2 separate regions of the Oryctolagus cuniculus genome follow, and region 2 is linked to region 1. The links are chromatin contacts, called in public Micro-C maps. All regions are on one chromosome and are shown on one strand. Each heading gives the region's core, a stretch centred on a gene start, on an enhancer-like site or on the middle of the called end of the contact. The rest is flanking DNA. Distances are from core to core; before and after follow the strand shown. Region 1 holds the start of SPATS2 (spermatogenesis associated serine rich 2). Region 2 holds the start of MCRS1 (microspherule protein 1).

Region 1 (3,571 bases), core at 1,033-3,532:
CTCTCTTAGGAGGGATATCATGTCTTTCTCAACAGGCTCTAAGGTTTTCCAGAATGGGGATTTATTTTCCAAAGAATATGTATTGGTTTTATAGCAGCAGCAGGCCCATAATAAAAGACTTCCCTGAGTGGCTTTTGGTTAATGAAATTGGTCATCGTGGAATAGGATTGGAGGCTCAGTTCCTTATGCTCCCGGGTCATATCATCCTGCTCCTTCCCTACATAGGTTGGAAGGGGAATTGGGAAAGCATTAGTCACTCATGTGTGTGTGTTTATGTGTGTGCATGTTCCAGCATCACTTAGAACTTTTCTGCTTCAACATTTATCATGTTATTGTACTTATTTAATAGCTATCATCCTCCTTAACAACTGGATGCCTTCCTTGGGGGTAGTAATCCGCAATGCTGTTTTATTTATTTATTTTTCTAAGTGGCCTAATATCCAGAACAATACCTACCACTCTTAGGCATTTACATCAACTTAGTGACTGAAGAGAGACAAGACATTGGGAGGGTGTGACTCTACTTGAATCGTTTGTCTACAGTGACACATGGGACCAGTGCCTTAACCAGCGGGATGATATAGTCTTCTGCTTATTTAGATCTGTTAAATTATATTGCTGGAGTAGATCGGGCATTATATTAACCAGGGGTCTGTGGGCTTTATTTATCTATTTTTTTAAAAGACTTCCCTATTTATTTGAAAGGCAGAGTTACAGAGAGATAGGGAGAGACCCTTCGATCTGTTGGTTCACTCCCCAAATTGCCACAAGGGCCAGGGTGAAGCCCGGAGCTTCCTCTGGCTCTCCCAGGGTGGGTGGCAGGGGTCTAGGCACCCAGGTCATTCTTCCAGAGGGTTTTTGACCCCCGAACTCATGCAAAGTTTGAAGCCACAAGACCAGATGGGCTGGTAGAAATCTACTCTACCACTCAATTGCAGGCAGTGACTGGAATAGCAAACGTGTGGAAGCCCACACTACAGTGCACCAGTGGTGTCTAGCTATACATTTTACACACTCTCGAACTGGGGGCTGCTGCCTGTTCAACCTCCGCTTGGCCTCAAAAGATAACAAAGTGGCGACAGATTCTGATTCATCTTTTCAGGCTGTTTCACCAAATCCCAGCCTCTAGCTCCTCCTAACGGACCTCTGACCGTGAAGCAAGCACCTCACACAAGCAGAAAAAAACACACACGTTTCTGGCCATGAAGATAGCGGGGGTGGGGTATTTAATACAAAAAATTCGACCACAGCCTTAGGGAGGGAACGTAGCCGGCCGGGCAGATTGGAAATCCGACTCTAGCAGGGAATCTTCAATTCGCTCCCGCCCCGAGGTTATCTCGGGCCAAGCTGGTGCACCCCCAACATCCACCCCCGCCACCCGCCTCCAAGGACTTCCGCCTTGTGCCCAGGTGCTGGCGAGTCAGCCGCAGGACGCTCTCTGCTTTGGGAGAGTAAAAGCAAGGTCCAAGAGGAGACCAAGGAGGAAAGTGGTGGAGAGTCCTCCTGGCGGGGTCCCAAAGCGGAGCAGGGGCTGGTTGCAGAGCATTTCGCGGCCGGGACTAGAAACAAGCCGCGCGCCAGGCTCCCCTCCCTCCACCCGCCTTCGGCCAGCTCCGGACAGTTTCGGCTGTTTCCGCCAGTTCCCGCTCGGGCCCTTCGCTCCGGCGCGCGCGCTTTCCCCTGCCTGCCCGCCGCCCCTCAATATACGGGCCCGGGCCGTTCGGCACGCGGACGCGACCTCGTGTCCCACCGTTCCCCCTTTTTCATGCAGTTAAGCCCCCGACCCGCTTCTCCTCAGTCATTTTTAGCGACCCCCCGACGACGCCCAAGCTCCCGCAGCTCCAGCGCGCGAGGCGGCGGCGGCGGCGGCGTGAGGCGCGCACGACCAGGGCTTGAAGGGGCGGGGATGGAGGGTTGGGATAACTCGACTCGCCCGCAGCCCCGCGTCTCCCCAGCTCGAAGGCGTCCGGCCCGCGGGCCGCCTCCCGCTCCGGCCTCATTCGCGCGCCCGTTGGCTGCAACGGCCTCGAGCCCGCTGCGAGCACGCGCGCCCTGCGCTCTGGCTGGCCGGCGCGCACGCGCTCGCGAGGGCGGGCGCCGGGGCGGGGCGTGCGGCTCGAGCCCCGGCCGAGGACCGGGTCGGTGTGGATCGTCGGGCGCTCCGGGCCCCCCAGCCGCGGCTGCGATTCGCCGCCCGCCCGCCGCCCGGCCCTGAAGGGAAGCGGGGAAGGCGGCGGTGGGGGCGGGGCGGCGTCGGGCTCTGGCGAGCTGGGGGCGGGGGAGGAGGAGGAGCGCGGCGGCGCCCGTGGCGGCAGTGGGAGAGGAGGAGGCGGAGGATCGCCTTTCCTCTCAGACGCGGGAGCGTCCGGGGCGCGGAGCCCGGAACTGGGAGGACGCGGCCACTGCGGGGTCCGGCCGGGCCAGGTGAGGCTTGGGCTTGCTGTGCGGTGGCGGGGTCGGCGGGGAGCGGACCCGCGATGCGGGGAGCGGACTCTCGGGAGGGAAAGGGGGGAAGGGACAGTTGTTGGGGGTGGGGTGTGGCGAGGAGGCGCTGAGCCCTTTTGGGGGGACCCAAAGTGCCCTGAGGGTGGGAGGTGTCCGAGGTCCGTGGGGGCGGGCGAAGCGCCCGGGTCCGAGTTGGGGAGTTTCCAGACAAGATCGGGGAACAATGGAGAGAGGGGCTCCTTGGTGTAGAGTGTGTGCGGGGTGCCGGATTTTAAGTAACGAGGGAGAAGCGAGAAGAGAATGAAAGAATGGATCGTTTGGCATGTGAAGTGCTACGAGTTGGGGGCTACGTGGTTGTCGGGGGTCCTTGGGATTTGGGGGGGCGCTTTTTTAATGGGATTTCAGAATAAAGGCTAAAAGGGTTGTCTTGGGATTGAGGAGGGTGATGGAAGGGAAAAATGAAGAAAAGAGAGGCGGTTTGGGTTTCAGTTAAAGCAGAGAGATCCAGCCCAGGGTAGGTGGACCAGGGTCATGTCTTTCTCCTAATTCAGCCAGGGCGATTGGGTTCTTTGAAAAAGTGCATCTTTGCCTCTGGCTTTTTCCCCTCTGCCGAAGAGTACAAGCCAGCTTTTCATACTTTGATGATCATCGATAAAGCATTCCCTGTAAATACTTATTTCCTCTCTGTTCAGCAGGTTCCGAACGTCATTTACCTGTGGTTAATGAAGCAGGAGAGAACAGATCACCAAAAATATCTTGCTTTGATTGCGGGTGTTGGAGGGAGAACTAAGAGCTTGTTTATTTTCGGTTGGACCAAAAGGTAATGAATCGCCTTGACAAAAAAATCTGAGTTGTCTGTACTTTGTTAGAATTGCAGTTTCTCACTGAGAAAATGTTCGTGTACCATCTGCTCCTAGTTTCAGACTCTCGGGAGGAGTTGTGTCTTGATGCTGGCTTCAAATTACCAGGCTGTCTCATACCTTCCAGAGTGACTTAAGGTGATTTGAGAATATGGTGGGAAAGTATGTCTGGGGCTCTGCTTTTTGCATTGCCTCACTACTGGGCTGTCCAGACCAGATTTGGAATGGTCCTAAGTAGCAAATAGCTGATTTTGGAAAATTCAGTT
Region 2 (3,693 bases), core at 610-3,109, 170 kb after region 1:
ACGGGCGGACTCTGCAGATGCCCGGCGCCTGAGCATCTGGGGAGCCGGCCAGGCCTCGTACTACCTTTGTCCATCCTCTTACAGTCCCAAAGCCACTGGTTTCAAACCACGGGGCCAGGAGGAAGGATCCCACAGGCTCATCCGAGGATTCTGACCAGATGAGCTTAGAGGCTGGGAGATTCTGCAAAGGAGAAAGGGGGCTTCCTGAGGCTCAGTCCCCAGCCGGCCTCACCTCCTTATACTGGCTTCAGGTCCCCTGGAGTCCCGCCAGCCAGGGAGAAGTGCAAAGGGCACGAGGCCAAGGTTACTCGTGGAGGTCACGGATACACGAGATAGCGCAAAAACTGAGGATTCCAGAAAAAAGGGGTACATCCTGCTGTAGAAGGTTCCAGAACCCTCTCATTCTACTCGTCACTGCTAGGTTAAGCACCTTGAGACTGCAAACTAAGGAAAAGGGCCAGGAGACAAAACTCGTGCCGGTCTATCTCACTGGCTTTTGGTTTTACACTCACGGCTGATATAGGCCATTTTACAGGTACCTTATGCAAAGTAGAAAATGGGTGTTCGGGGGACTGCGAGTACCAACGGCCCCCACGGGGAGGGGGCTGCTCCTAACAACCCCCCCTCCCCGAGAAGTTAGGCACCGGGCTTCTCGGGGTCCGCCCCTTCTGGCCCGGGTGGCTCTGGGCGCAGAGTCCGGGCCCCGGCCCCGTGTGTGCCCCTCGCGCCCCGCCTTCTTCCCCCGGCCCTCCGCCCCGAGAGGTTTGGGGGTTCGGTACAGGACCCTTCACGGGCTCAGGGGTGGAGTGGGGAAGTCAGTTCTGCAACTCAGAGCAAAGCACCAAGCGAACCCCGACGCTCTCACAAGCCCAGATTCAGGCACACAAGTTGGTGGCGGGGAGAGCGCGGTCCACTCGCAAGCCAATTTTCACCCCACCTTCTGCATGCCACCTGCGCGCATGCGTAACACCTCCGGCCAGATTCCGGCCGGGTCCGACTGACGCATGCGCAGATTTTCGGGGCGCTACCTGGGCGGGGCCCCAAACCTTATGCGTGGGGGGGGTCGTCCCCCGCGGCACTCCGGGAAACTCCATTTCACCCCCAACTCCGCTCAGAACGCTCAGAGGCGAACCGCGAGGTCTCACCATTCCTAGGCCGCCAGCTCCCAACAATTTCTCCGTGGCGACGGCGGCAGCCGCAGGGCCAAAGCCGGCTTCCGTGAGGTACGTCTACTTCCGGGTCAGACACGAAGGGCTGGGAAATCTCTTCCGGTTCTTCCTGTGGGCGGGGTGGAGGGGGTGTGGCGATGGCTGCGGAGGTGGCACCTGTTTGCCAACAGCCCGAAGTGAAAGGTTTCCTAATCGGAAGAGCCTATAAAGGAAGCGTCAGGGGTTCTAGGCTGCAGGGAGTTGGGTGGGGGGCTGATCTACAGCGGGCGCGGAGGTTGATGTCTGCAGCGGCTGCAGGAGCCTGTGAAAGCAGCGACCCCGGGAGAAGGAGCGGTGCCCAGGGGTCCAGTCATCCCGGCCCAGAGAAACCGCTGGAAGCATTTTCGAAGGAGAGACGTCTGGGGCTGTGAGAGATGCCTGCGAAAGCTAGAGCAACTGTCCTCTTAAAAGGAGGGCTCGGTTGGCGTCTCGAGCGGGAGTGTCGGGTTCCAGCTTCCTGCTGGTATGCATCGTGGGAGGCTCTGGTGCTTGCGTCTCTGCCACCTGCGTTGTGAGAACTGCCTGGAATCCCTGGCTCCTAGCCTGTGCTTGGCTATTGTGTGCATTTGGGGAGTGAACCAGCCGATGAAGCTCGCTCGCTCTCTCTGGGTCTCTGCCTTGCAAATAAAACGAACATAAAGATGTTTTTAAAAAGAACCCGCTCTTCATCTACTGTCTTGTGAATTTGCTTGATGAAGGGTTGCAAGTCTTCTGATGCAGTGTGCTGGGCTGTACACTGTGTACGGTGTTTCTACTGGAGAAGTTACCAGGAAAAGTTCCCTGGAAAGAGGTGACAATTGAGTTGAGACTTATTGGTTGATAAGGGACACCAAAGCCAGGAACCCGCAGCTTCATCTGAGTGTCCCATGTGGCACGGAGCAGGGGCCCAAGGACTTTGGTCATCAGCTGCTGCTTTCTCAGGCTCATTAGTAGGGAGCTGGGCCACAGGGCTGGCCCCTTAATTTTTTTCTTCTAAATTTTTTTTTTTTTTTTTTGACGGGCAGAGTGGACAGTGAGAGAGAGACAGAGAGAAAGGTCCTCCTTTGCCGTTGGTTCACCAATGGCTGCCGCGGCCGGCACGCTGCAGCCGACGCACCGCGCTAATCCGATGGCAGGATCCAGGTACTTATCCTGGTCTCCCATGGGGTGCAGGGCCCAAGCACCTGGGCCATCCTCCACTGCACTCCCGGGCCACAGCAGAGAGCTGGCCTGGAAGAGGAGCAACCGTGACAGAATCTGGCGCCCCGACCGGGACTAGAACCCGGTGTGCTGGCGCCGCAAGGCGGAGGATTAGCCTAGTGAGCCGCGGCGCCAGAGCTAAGATTTGTTTTATTTATTTGAAGGGCAGAATGACAGAGAGGAAGAGCCAGAGAAAGATCTTCCATCCACTGGTTCATTCCCCAAATGTCCACAATGGCCTGGGAAATCCAGGAATCTGGAATTGCATCCAGGTCTTGCACATGGGTGGCAGGGGCCCAATCACCTAGGCTATCAAATGCTGCCTTCCCAGGTGCATTAGCAGGGAGCAGGGTTGGAAGTGGAGCAGCCAGGACTCGAACCAGTGATCTGATTTGGGGTGCCAGTGTTGCAAGCACTGGTTTAACCCACTGCAAGAGTGCCAGCCACAGTCCTTAGTATGTTTTTATTTTTATTTTATTTTATTTAAAAGAGTTACAGAGAGAGGTAGAGACAGAGAGAGAGAGGTCTTCCATCCACTGGTTCACTCCCCAAATGGCTGCAACAGCTGGAGCTGAGCTAATCCAAAGCCAGGAGCCAGGAGCCAGGAGCTTCTTCCAAGTCTCCCATGCAGGTGCAGGGGCACAGGGAGTTGGCCCATCCTCTGCTGCTTTCCCAGGTGCATTAGCAGGGAGCTGGATCAGAAGTGGAGCAACAGGGACTGGAAGTGGTGCCCATATGGGATGCTGGCTATGCAGGCCGGGGCTTTAACCCACTAATCCACAGCATGGCCCCAGTATCTTCTAATGTATGCTGTAACAAATTTTTCTGTGTATTATATGTCCCCCAACAATAGAATGTAAGTTCTATGAAGTCAGGTTTTTTGTCTGTCTTGTTCATGGCCATAGTAGGTACTTTAATAAATATTTATTGAGTAAATGTCTTGAATTTACTGCAAAGGAGAAGTCTGGGTGGACACTGTGGCGCAGTGGGTTATGGAACCACCTGCATTCCACATTGGAGTGTTAGTTTGAGTGCCAGCTACTCCTCTTCCAATCCAGCCTTCTGCTAATTGCATCCTTGTAGGTAGCAAATGATGGCCCAAGTACTTGTGTTCCTCCCACCCATGTGTGAGACCCAAATGGAGACCCAGGCTTCTGACTTTAGCCTGGCCCAGCCCTGGCTCTTGCAAGCACCTGGGGACACGAACCAGAAGTCTGGGTGCTGGCATCCCAGATGGGCACTGGTTTCAGTCCCAGCTGCTCCACTTCCGATCCAGCTCTCTTGCTATGGCCTGGGAAAGCTGTAG

The links. A called contact is a pair of places that touch in the nucleus more often than the background predicts.
Region 2: a Micro-C map of ear pinna shows a contact between it and region 1, with 3 times the contacts expected there. The contact joins the promoter of MCRS1 here to the promoter of SPATS2 in region 1. A contact is called at or near these places in 2 of 6 Hi-C or Micro-C datasets (ear pinna and an unstated tissue).

Annotation. Positions count from the first base shown.
Region 1 is chr11:52,782,419-52,785,989 of mOryCun1.1, forward strand. SPATS2 (spermatogenesis associated serine rich 2) reads left to right here and starts at 2,283. Exons shown (of 13, transcript XM_070052194.1): 1 at 2,283-2,424; 2 at 3,138-3,265.
Region 2 is chr11:52,954,039-52,957,731 of mOryCun1.1, forward strand. MCRS1 (microspherule protein 1) reads right to left here and starts at 1,860. Exons shown (of 15, transcript XM_051845445.2): 1 at 1,146-1,860; 2 at 65-181. The coding sequence starts at 74.